Linked DNA regions of Mus musculus: regions 2 and 3 are each linked to region 1. A link is a contact called in public Hi-C data. All regions are on one chromosome and are shown on one strand. The core of a region is the stretch at or near the end of the contact, and the rest is flanking DNA. Distances in the headings are between cores, read along the strand shown. Region 1 holds the start of Rin3 (Ras and Rab interactor 3). Region 2 overlaps Rin3 (Ras and Rab interactor 3). Region 3 overlaps Slc24a4 (solute carrier family 24 (sodium/potassium/calcium exchanger), member 4).

Evidence for each region. A called contact is a pair of places that touch in the nucleus more often than the background predicts.
Region 2: a Hi-C map of Th2 cells shows a contact between it and region 1, with 1.5 times the contacts expected there. The contact joins the enhancer-like site here to the promoter of Rin3 in region 1. A contact is called at or near these places in 2 of 39 promoter capture datasets (neutrophils and pre-B cells), 1 of 15 datasets of contacts at CTCF or cohesin (CD8 T cells), 56 of 484 Hi-C or Micro-C datasets (the 4T1 cell line, the AML12 cell line, B cells and 38 more), 20 of 115 datasets of contacts at active chromatin or transcription factors (the 230-238 cell line, DN3 thymocytes, the HPC-7 cell line and 13 more) and 4 of 9 other capture datasets (adipose tissue, embryonic stem cells, liver and 1 more).
Region 3: a contact with region 1 is called in a Hi-C map of the C2C12 cell line, with 2.0 times the contacts expected there. The contact joins the enhancer-like site here to the promoter of Rin3 in region 1. A contact is called at or near these places in 1 of 39 promoter capture datasets (the 3T3-L1 cell line), 1 of 15 datasets of contacts at CTCF or cohesin (large pre-B cells), 3 of 484 Hi-C or Micro-C datasets (the C2C12 cell line, myocytes and uterus), 5 of 115 datasets of contacts at active chromatin or transcription factors (bone marrow-derived dendritic cells, embryonic fibroblasts, embryonic forebrain and 1 more) and 4 of 9 other capture datasets (adipose tissue, embryonic stem cells, liver and 1 more).

The regions. Positions count from the first base shown.
Region 1 is chr12:102,281,589-102,285,024 of GRCm38.p6, forward strand. Rin3 (Ras and Rab interactor 3) reads left to right here and starts at 1,486. Exons shown (of 10, transcript NM_177620.4): 1 at 1,486-1,738. The coding sequence starts at 1,698.
Region 2 is chr12:102,328,497-102,331,925 of GRCm38.p6, forward strand. All of the region lies in intron 3 of Rin3 (Ras and Rab interactor 3), which reads left to right. Among named protein-coding and RNA genes, the nearest start is that of Rin3, 47 kb to the left of the region's middle. Within about 2 kb of position 1,890, at least 21 of the 459 cell types and tissues checked have an H3K27ac peak or open chromatin away from gene starts, as enhancers often do. A contact at or near this core is called in CD8 T cells, the P5424 cell line, T follicular helper cells and 4 more, where this site is marked.
Region 3 is chr12:102,219,994-102,223,747 of GRCm38.p6, forward strand. It overlaps Slc24a4 (solute carrier family 24 (sodium/potassium/calcium exchanger), member 4), which reads left to right. Exons shown (of 17, transcript NM_001362345.1): 5 at 2,050-2,134; 6 at 2,742-2,845; 7 at 3,614-3,688. Among named protein-coding and RNA genes, the nearest start is that of Gm25203, 32 kb to the right of the region's middle. Within about 2 kb of position 2,163, at least 11 of the 459 cell types and tissues checked have an H3K27ac peak or open chromatin away from gene starts, as enhancers often do. A contact at or near this core is called in the C2C12 cell line, where this site is marked.

The DNA.
Region 1 (3,436 bases), core at 236-2,735:
CCCTGACTGATGATCCCTGATCTTATTTACATATTCATCGATTGATGAATGCTTGGTTGCTCCCACATACTGGCTACTGTAAATTGTTTGTATTTCTTTTCTTTCTTTCTTTCTTCCTTCAACATAGGGCCTCTCAGACACATGCCAGGCAACCATTCTACCTCTGAACTCTAGCTCCAGCTCTGGATAACACAAATAAAGGCTGATATGAACAGTCATATATAAGGTTTTGCATGGACACACTATGATAGATAGCTTTAATTTGTCAACTTGACACAACCTAGAATCACTGAGAAGAAATTCTCAGTAAGGGATTGTCTGCATTTAGTTAGGCCTATGAGTATGCTGGTGAGGGACTGTCTTACTTAAGTTATTGGTGCGGGAAGACTCAACCCACTGTGGGCAGCACCATTCCCTATACAGGGTGCCCTGAACTATGTAAGAGTGGAGAAAGTGAGCTGATCACAAGCCAGGTAAACATGGTTACATTCATTTCTCTTTGCTCTGGATGTCATGTGACCAGCTTTTTGACATCCCCCCCCTCCCCCTGCCTTGACTTCCCCATAATGAACTGTAACCTGGAATTGAAAGCTGAAATAAGCCCCTTTGGGTACGTAGTTTCCCCTTCTGAGGAACTGCCAAGGCTGCTTCCCAAATCAGCTGGCCCATTTACCACTCCCAGCAGGAGACTGTTAACTAAGCCTTTCCTCTCACTTCCACAGGCTGATTTGGAGGAAATGCCAAAAGAGAAGTGGTTGTGAGGGTGTGTGGACACTCTAGCACTCCTGTGTAATCGTGGGTAGAGGCCAAGGATGTGGATGGAAGTTGGGTTACTCCTACAATGCACAATGCACAAGACAGTCCCAAGCACAAAACATTTAATCTGTCCCCAGCAGTCTAAATAATGCCCAGGCTGGGAATGAATTAAACAAGGTGATATCTTGAGGTCCGCTATTACCTGGTCTCACAGGCTTAGCTAGCTCAGGAGACATTTTTGAGTGTCTGGGCGCTTAAAAAAGGAGGCATTACGACTCGCGGTTGTTGTGTAAGCTAGCAAGTTTTCTCCTTTAGTCTCTCACTGGGTGCTGTACTCAGCACAGGTGCCTTAGATGTCAGGCTTCATGGACGATATCTGCTTTGTTAAACAGTGATCTTATCAACAGAGAAGGTATCAAGGAGAGACAGGATGGCCACCTGTCAGGGACGTGGAGGAGGTGCCCCGCCTTGGGGGCGGGAGTGGGTATGGGTCGTGGCTCCCCCGGGATGAAGGAGGTCCCATTTGGGCCGTGGGCCTCGTCACCTGCCAGCCCTGAGTGCCTTGCTATCCGGTGCCAACTTGGAGACTTTCCTGTGAGTTTCGCTCGCAGGCTCCGGGCGGCCACAGTCCGTGCTGTCCTCGACCCCGGCACCGCCCGCCGCCAGGCCCGGCCCTAGGGGCGCGGCCCGGCTTCCGCGCGCCCCAGGGGGCTCCCTGCTACGAGCAGCCACGGCCGAATGGCTTCTGACAAAAAACCCTTGACCACCAAGGCCGGCCTCTTCCTGCGAGCCCCGCGCGCTGCGATCCAGGAAGTGGAAGGCAGCGGCCCCGCGCTTCCCCACTGGGCGCGCGGCTGGCGGCGGCGCCCAGCCCGGCCCTCGGCGAGGGACAGCGCCAGCGCCACGCGGAGGTCGCTGCGTCCCCAATCGCCTGCCCCACGATGCGACGCGCCGAAGCGCCCTCGAGCGCCCACCCTGCCGGGTAAGTGGCAACCCGTGCCCGCCGCTCCCCAGGTGGCCCGCGTCCTGCCTCTTTTGCTCAGCTTGATCCCCGAGAGCCCTGGGTGCTCCGGATAGGGCTACGGGACGTCGTGGATGTCATGCTGAAATGAACACCCCCCACGAGCGTGCGGATCCCCCAGCAGGGACTAAGGGTGAAACTAGGTTCTGCAAGGAAAGGGGGCGGCCTTGGTGACTGCCGAACTTGGCCAAACTTTCAAATCCAGACTTTGTTAGCGGGGGGGGGGGGGGGGGGGGGGGGAAGCAGTGCACAATGTGCGGCTGGGAGGGTTTGGTGTGTTCGAGCCCGAGATGTCCGTGTAGCCATGGCTCTAGCCTAGGCTGAACTTTGGATGCAAGCACTCGCTGCCCTGGCCCAGCCAGCCCCATGCACCACGAAGCACCGCTGCTCTGCCTAAACCCCAGCTTGCGCCCTCAGGTTCTGGGACCGAGAGTGGGGGTGGGGGCGGGGGTGGGGAGTAGGGTGGTAGATAAGAAGCACCTACAACTTTAGGCAGGCCCATCCAGCAGCTAACTCTCTGCCTGGAGGATTGAGGCGCCACCAGATCCCATCTGCCACCCCACTGGATCGGCTGGGGACCTTTGGACTGGCCTTTGAAGAGCCTGGTGTGTGAGGAGGGTCTAGAGTGCTCGGGTGCAAATGATTGGCGGGATACCCAGACGCAGATGCAGTCTGAAGTGTGTGAAATTAAATGGCTTGGGAACAACCATTCGGAAGGGATTCCTACTTTTGTGCTCTTCCCTACCCCCCACCTCAAGACCTGGAACACTGCCCAGAGCTACACAAGGTTGGGAATGTCCTGTCATCCCGCCCAGCCCAGTCCTAAGAGAAGATCGGGAAGGGTGGGGTTTGAAGCTGCACCGAGTAGAAAGCGATTTCTGCGAAAGTCTTCTAGCACTTTCTGAGGTGCCATGGATGATGGACGAATCTGGGGTACCATACTTTTTGTATTTCCGTTTAAAAGTCCCGGGCCTGATCCCGGATGAATTCCCGTGGCTGCCTGTTTTAATTCTGTGACCTCATCTCTTTGAGCTTCCACTCTTTAGAACAGGAACGCTATCTGTACACATCTTGTACTCTCCAGGGTTTGGGAACAGTAGGGTGTAACTGGCCCCCATTCGGATAGGAGGGACTGGGATTGTCCTGGGGCGGGGGGTGGGGGGGTGGGGGGGGGCTTGGCTGCCTCCTTCCTCCTACCCCCAATCCCAGCTACAACCACAGCCCGGAAATTCTGTGTTGATGTTTCCCTTGGAAGTGATCTCTGTGGAGACAAATGTCATCTGCTGGGAAACTGGGAATTCCGATGCGGAAGGGGTCTCCTGGGAGCAAGTAACTGCTATACCCTGGGTGGGAAGGTAAAGCCGGCTAGAAAAGGAGGGTGAGGAATCAGGTTCTGATCTCATCTACTTCCCCATTTTCCCCAAGGATGGCCTGGCCTGACCCATTTCCTCCTGCCTTTCTTTGTTTACCTCTGTACCAGTGATTGATTTCATTGTGCCTCAGTTTACTAACAAGGATAGTCAGTAGTCACTGCTCTTCACAGGCTGTTTGGAGGGGACATCCTCAGCTGCTATTATGATTAGCATCACTGACATCTGTTGGGTGGGCCCCTTCCTTTTGCCAACTGGGTGATCTGTCTGCCTCATCTGAAACTCCAGA
Region 2 (3,429 bases), core at 640-3,139, 47 kb after region 1:
ATCCCCCTGCCTCTTACTGAGAGTCATGACTTCAGGACTAGGCTGCCACATCTTAGTTTCCTCTGTACATTTAGGGACCCACATGCCTTGAGCGAGTGAGTTTTAGCTCTAGGATTGGAAACTGCTCAGATGGGGGCATGCCCAGGGCCGTGTGGAGAAAGTACAGGATCAAGGCAGGGTGCCTGAGGGTTTTAGAGGTGAGAGGCGAGACTGGAGCTGGCCCTGGAGCTGTCTGGAATTCTTCTCTGCTCCTTTGTCCTATGTGCCTTTTCTGCTGGCTGGCTGCTGCCTTTGGGGCATCACATCTAGGCCTCTGCACCTTAAAGACAACCCAGCCCTTGGAAACCAGGGCACGAGTTTGATTTCATGTCCCACTTCCAATTCAGAGCCTTATGAAGGCAAGTAAGTGTGAGATGGTGGTTAGCAGGGTTAAGACAGATTCAGTTCAGAAACATTGCAGCCATTGGGCTCTCACGTGCAGAACCGGCCCAGTCCCGACTCAGCTTGCACAGGTGGGAACTTATAGCAAGGTGGATGAAAGATCTAATGGGATGCTGGCTGAAGATGGACAGATTGTCCCTTCTTCTAGGGGATGGGAAACAAGAAAAGCCTGATTGGGTCTAAATGACGGTCGGACAGGTAGGGTGGAGGTTCCTGTCACACTTAGAGGGGTCGTTGCTAGAACAGGCAGTATATGAAGGGTGTCTGAGAAGGTCCAGGAGCTGTGAAAGTTTAGCTGAGTGAAGTTTTGTCAAGATGGATGGATGTGTATTACCAGAACTGTGAGCTGGGCTTGGCCACCTGTCCTCAATAGGCAAATGAAGCAGATGCGTAATGATGTAAGGATGAGAAAGGAGAGCTCCTCGCTGTGGGAAGACGAACAACTTGAGAGATCCAGCGACCATCCTCCACAAGTCCATCTTCGGGATGCTGAGATGGGGTTTAGGTTAAGTGGAGGGTACGAGGCATGCGTAACTAAGCCATCTTGACGGAGGCATGGCCCTCTGCCCAACATGTCACTGTCTGGACCCCAGTGTGTCCTGCAAGGTTGTCTGACAAGTTATCAGAAATCTGTGAACTCTCTTTCCAGGAAATAAATCCTCCTCTAGCTGGCTGCAGGGCCCCAGGCTTCTCCTCGTCCTAGCTGAGAATTCACTACTTCAATTGTGTGATAGCCCAGAGAAGGGACATGAGTGTCTCCTGAGGGGAAAAAAAAAAAATCTTCATTTCTGCCGAGATGGTCAAACCAGACTACTCAGAAATGGGAGCACTAACATCCCAGGTTCTTGGTTTTCTCCCAGGCCACATGGTAGAATTCCATGCATTTTCAGGCTTCAAGTTCAGCATTCAGCATTCAGCCTTGCCTTGAAGATAGTCAAAATGCAAACCGAAGCCATTTGTGTAAGCTGGTTCTTCAATCCTTATTCCAACACGTTGGCCACAAACACAGAGGTGCCCACCGCTTGGGTATTTCATTTTGTTCTCTCTTTATATTACTCTGCTGCTCCTAAACCTCTTTCTTTTGAGGTCTGCTGCCAGAGCAAGGGCATTGGCTGGGCTGTTTCTCTGCCTCAACTGTCTCTAAGTTCCATGCTCCTCCCTCTTTTTGAATTCTGTGCCTTTGATGTCATAGCTTGGTTTCTCTCACCTCTGTCTCTTGCCACTTGTGTGACTGGGCAAAAACGCTTCATGTCTCCGGCCCCCCGGCCTCCCTGCCTGTGAGGTAGGGATAGTGATGGTGCCTTTCCTCAGAGAGTCCTGGAAGGACTTAGTTATCCAGATCATGTAGGGTGATCGTGAGGCTCTGTGGCCAAGCTAACTTCAGTGGGGTGCCCTCAAGGGGAAGTGGGCAATGGAAGGGCCCAGGCCTAGAACTGGAGCTTTCTGGGTTTCCCCATGCAAAGTCGAGGGAGGAAACCAGGGGGTGTCCCAAAAGTGAGTCTTGCTTTGACCACAGCTGTGCTCTGAGGCACTTTAAATCCCCTCCCTAGTTTCTTTTTTTTTTTTTCTTTTATGTTTTTTCCAGACAGCATTTCTCTGTGTTCCCCTGGCCATCCTGGAACTCACATTGTAGACCAGGCTGTCCTTGAACCCGGACATCTGCCTGCCTCTGCTTCCTGAATGCTGGTATTAAAGGTGTGCACCACCACTGCCCAGCTTCTTTCCCCGATTCCTTACAAAGATTCTTCTTTGAAAAATCCTGATTCTGTCAGCTAAGCCATGCTTGTAGTGGTAACAGGCTGCCCTACACCTTTAGTTGCTTACACACAAAGTAGCATGGATGTACTATAGAATACATCTGATTAAAACACTCAAAGACATAGTAACATGAGTATGTTTTCACTGGATCTTTCCACTGTTGCTGCAGAGCTCTACCCATCTGAAACATGAGAAAGTAGAGTTCCATAATGACTCTAGAAGGTTCCACTCAGAAATGCAGCCACCACTTCCCCTACAACTCATTGACCAAAACAGGCCACATGGCCAGACTGGAGCCCAGTAGGACAGGAAGAATCATCTCTCCTCATACAGTGGCAGCAGGAAGGGAAAGTGGCCCAGAGATTACAGGGGGATTTATAGCAGGGAAGGAGCCTGTTGAAGGAGCCAAATGAAGGATGAGTGAAGCTATGCCAATTTCTGGGAGGCAATGCTGCCCCTTGATGGCTGGTATGAACATCCTACCCTAGAGGACACTACAACAAAAGCATCCCTTATCCTAAATGCTTGAGACCAAAAGTGTTGCAGACTCTCCCTGGATTTTGAAATAGTTTGCACATGTGTAACATGGTCTTGGGGATGAGGCTTAAGCCTAACAAGGAAACTTGGTTATGTTGTATGCATACAGTATGCACATATCCTGGAAGATATTTCATATATATATATCAAGGCATCTGCCTTTTAACTTGTCAGTTGACATCAGATGTACTTTTCATTCATGGCATAATGTTGGTGGGCCAAAAAAATGTCTTGGAATTTGGAACATTTCAGATTTCAAATTTCCAGATAAAGACCGTTCAGCTGAACCTGGTTTTACTAATATGCACAGAAGTGGTGATAGACATATCCATGGGGTGGCAGTTTCCTAGTGGTTGCTGAATAAAGGAAGAAGAAGAAGAAGAAAAACTATTTGGGATTGTGTCTAGCAGAGCAGGCCTGAGGCAGTGGCATGACCAGGCCCATGCAGGAAGTGGGCTACGCAGTGCTCAAGGCCTAAGCCGCAGTCTGACCACTCCTACCCAGTGCCTCTGGCCCACTGACCCTGGCTTTAGAAGGGTCTGTGCACCAATTCTGAGTAAATCTTCACTCTCGGGGGTGTGGGTGGGTTTACATCAACTTGAACACATCAGCATCTGAGAACAGTCCATCTCCTGAGCAACTATGGCAAATTCTCATGCTGATTGGTATGGGGGATCATCACCTCTAGATGCA
Region 3 (3,754 bases), core at 913-3,412, 61 kb before region 1:
TTGCCTCTCTGACAAGACACCTGACCTACTAATTTAAGGAAGAAGATACTGATTTAGGCTCATGATGCCAGGGGTTTAAGTCCATGATCGGCTGGCTCCATTGTTTCTAGGTTGTGTGAGGCAGACGTTGTGGGAGGAAGTGGTAGAACAAAGCTACCCATATATGGTGGCCAGAATCAGAGACTGAAGAGACAGATATTGATGATGAATTACTACAGCAAGAACACACTCCCATTGACCCACTCTTTTCTCTAGGTCCCACCTCCAAAAGTTTCCAGTGCCTTTAGATAACAGCATCAAAACTATGACTCCATCAGTGACTTAATTCACTGATGAAGCCAGAGTCCACTTTCTCCAGTCATTTCCTGAGGCCCATCTCTGAATACTAGGGCACTGGGAATCAAACCTTTAACCCAGGAGCCTTTTGGGAGATAGCTTATATCAGACTAATGTATAATGAGCACACATCCAGGCCCCTCCTAGGCTGATAGTTTGGGAAAACCATAAAAATAGGTTTGGGGCCTCTGACCTCAGGGCTGAAAGATACCCATAGAAAGTGAGCTGGGGTGGCAAGCATTGAGGATGCAGGTGATGTCAGGGTTACCTGTGGCCATGAGGACAGAGCGTAAGTTAAGGGTGGGTGCTGGCCCTAGTCTTTCTTTAAGGACCTTAGATGTCTAGGAAGTTAAGGGGTGGAATGTCACTGTTGGGGAGAGGCATAGGAGGGCTTCCTGGAGGAGATGATATTCATACAGGCTGGAGCAGTGGGAAGCACGCTCAGCAAGCAGAGAAGAAAGGGTTCTAGGAAGGAGAGTGCAGGCCAAAGCCAAGAGGTGGCAGAACAGCAGGCAGCATGACCCTAGTCCTGCAGAGGTGGCTGCAGTGCCAGGTGGGCATCTCTACAGAGCATTCCCTTTGTCAGCATTGAGATGGTAGCACTGACCCCTTAGGGAGCAGTGCTGAGTCCCTAGCCTGTATGGAGCCCAGAGCTCTGACCCTTCTGTAGCTAACAGACCAGTGGGGAGAAGATGCTGACCCAAACTTCCTGCAGCACTCCAGAGCCCAGGCTGCCTAGGGCTACCTAGATCCTCTGTCTTCCATTTTGGATCGGATAGTGGACCTCCAAGGCCAGAACATGGCCTTGCTGAACATGAGAGACTCATACAAAATGTTCCCAGCTTTGTCCCATGCCAGATCAATCCTGGGGACAGACTCTGGGAGTCTGCCATGGAGAAACATCTAGAATGCAGGAGCCAGGAAATGTCTTGGGGACCCAGGTCCCACAGCCTCAGGATAGCTTCTAGATCCTGTTTGTGTAGCACTGTCTACTCCAACCTCTTCTAAGTTCTAGAGACCCACAGGTGGCATATGCCAGCTCTGTCTTCATGGTCTAGAGGCAAAGGTAAGCATATGTACTTACTGTAAGCTGCCTGTGAATCACAGAATCTATTTCAATAAGAGTAGAGCCTTCTTGCCTTAGATGGTAAGGAAGCTAAGAGGGTGGATTGTCACTGTTGGGGAGAGACATAGGAAGGCTTCCTGGAGGAAGATGATGTTTGTACCAGCCAGAGAAGTGGGAAGCACATTCAGCAAGCAGAGGGGAGGGGGTTCTAGGAAAAAGAAATTCTTCTCAGGTGCCTTCTGAGAGGGTATGGCTGGCCCTGGGGATGCAGGGAAGGCTTCCTCAAGGGTCGTGGACAGGGCTCTAGGAGCATAAAGGAAATGAAGAGAAGGCAGATGGGTCCAAGGGAAAGGGAGCACTGAAGCCTGGAAGAGGGGAGCACTGAAGCCTGGAAGGGGGGAGCACTGAAGCCTGGAAGAGGGGAGCACTGAAGCCTGGAAGAGGGGAGCACTGAAGCCTGGAAGAGGGGAGCACTGAAGCCTGGAAGAGGGGTATGGGGTGTGTGCTTTGGGCAGAGAAGCTCTGGCTACGGTGCCAGGCTCAGATCCACACTGTGTCACTGAGAGCTTTCTGCCATCCACCTGCCCAGGGGCTGCGTGCTCCCCTCCCTTGTCACAACCCAGTTGCCTGTGTTCTCTTTGTTTCAGAAACTTCATCTGAGTGAAGATGTGGCAGGTGCCACCTTCATGGCTGCAGGAAGCTCGACACCAGAGCTGTTTGCTTCTGTCATTGGTAAGGACATTGATAAAGGCAGCTGGGGCACCATGCAGAGAGAGCCAGGGCTGACTGCCCAGGGCAGTGGGGCATTTACCAGCTCCAAGTCTCCATTTCCTCACTTGTAAACCCAAGGGGGTCAGAGGGACAGGAAGTAGATTGGTGATTTCTTAGAATGTGGGGTCCTACCAAGCACTGGGCTTCTTATGAGATGAAAATGTCCTAAAACTAGATGATAGCTTTGGTTATATAATTTTGTGGATCTGCCAAACTGCTGCACCATTAGACATGTGAATTATGTCTTCAATAACGTCATTCAAAAACCTGGGCTCTGGCCACTGAGATGGCTAAACCCAGTAAAAGTGCTTGCTGTGCAAGCCTGAAGACTTGAGTTCAATCTCTCATACCAAGGGAGAGAACCCACTACTGAAAGCTGTCCTCTGACAGGTGCTACCACACACACACACACACACACACACACACACACACACATGCAAAAGCACACACACCATACTAACGATGATGATGGTGATGATGAAACATTTAATTTGATAAGTGCATGGAAGGAACTGGTTCCCAGGGCTCCACTCTGTCTGGCTCCACCATTATCTCTTTCATATTCCAGGTGTGTTCATCACCCACGGAGATGTCGGTGTAGGAACGATTGTGGGCTCTGCTGTGTTCAACATCCTATGTATCATTGGAGTGTGTGGACTCTTTGCTGGACAGGTCAGTAGGGTTTTTTTTTTTCTCTCTGCCTAGCTGATCAGTGTCTTGTAGGATGCGGGTGAGTTTCTCCCATGGTTGGGGTGACAATAGCAACACCCTAATGAGTCTGGTCATGTCACTCTCCGTGGCTTGGAGAATATCTACGTTCTCCTCTAGACCCGTGGTCTCTCCTGTGAAGTAGCCATGACACTCCTTCCTGTCCATCACTGTGAGAGCCTGAGAAGCTGGAGCCATGGTAGTGGGCCTGACCAGTTTATGGGTGGGCATTCATTCAACAGCAACGGCTATTTAAGAAGGGCCTTCCTGGACCCTGGTTTGAGTGAGGGCTTACAGCTACCTGGGCTGCTCACCTCCTCTGCAGGCACGAGGCTAGCTGTGATCAGACTCTATTTTACATGAGACCAGAATCTTAGGCTTGTCTCACGGAGGAAGATGGCCAAGACCTACCTCTTGCTCAGGACAACAGAGGTAGGCAGCTGATGAGACATGGTGCTGCTTCAGGTCTCTACCTAAAGCAGTACCCAAAATATACCATTTATGCCAGCTTTTGCTATGAAATATGCCTGGCCACCACTCCAGAGGAGTAGGCCAGTTTCTGTTTTCCCCACCCCTGAGAACTTTACTGGGTTCTGTTGTCTTCACCAACTGTAGCCAAGAGCTAGAGGTATCCAGGGAAGCACCCTGAGGCCCATCCTTCTGCTCTCTGGGAGGCTGGCCCCATTCCCAGCCTTGGCAATAGCAGCTGACGACTTCTCTCTGGCTTGGCAGGTGGTGCGGTTGACGTGGTGGGCTGTGTGCCGTGACTCTGTGTACTACACGCTCTCTGTCATTGTGCTCATTGCGGTGAGTCACCCCTCACACATAAGTGTTGGATGGGTCAGGGCCCTGTGGGGGCATGGGTACCTGCCT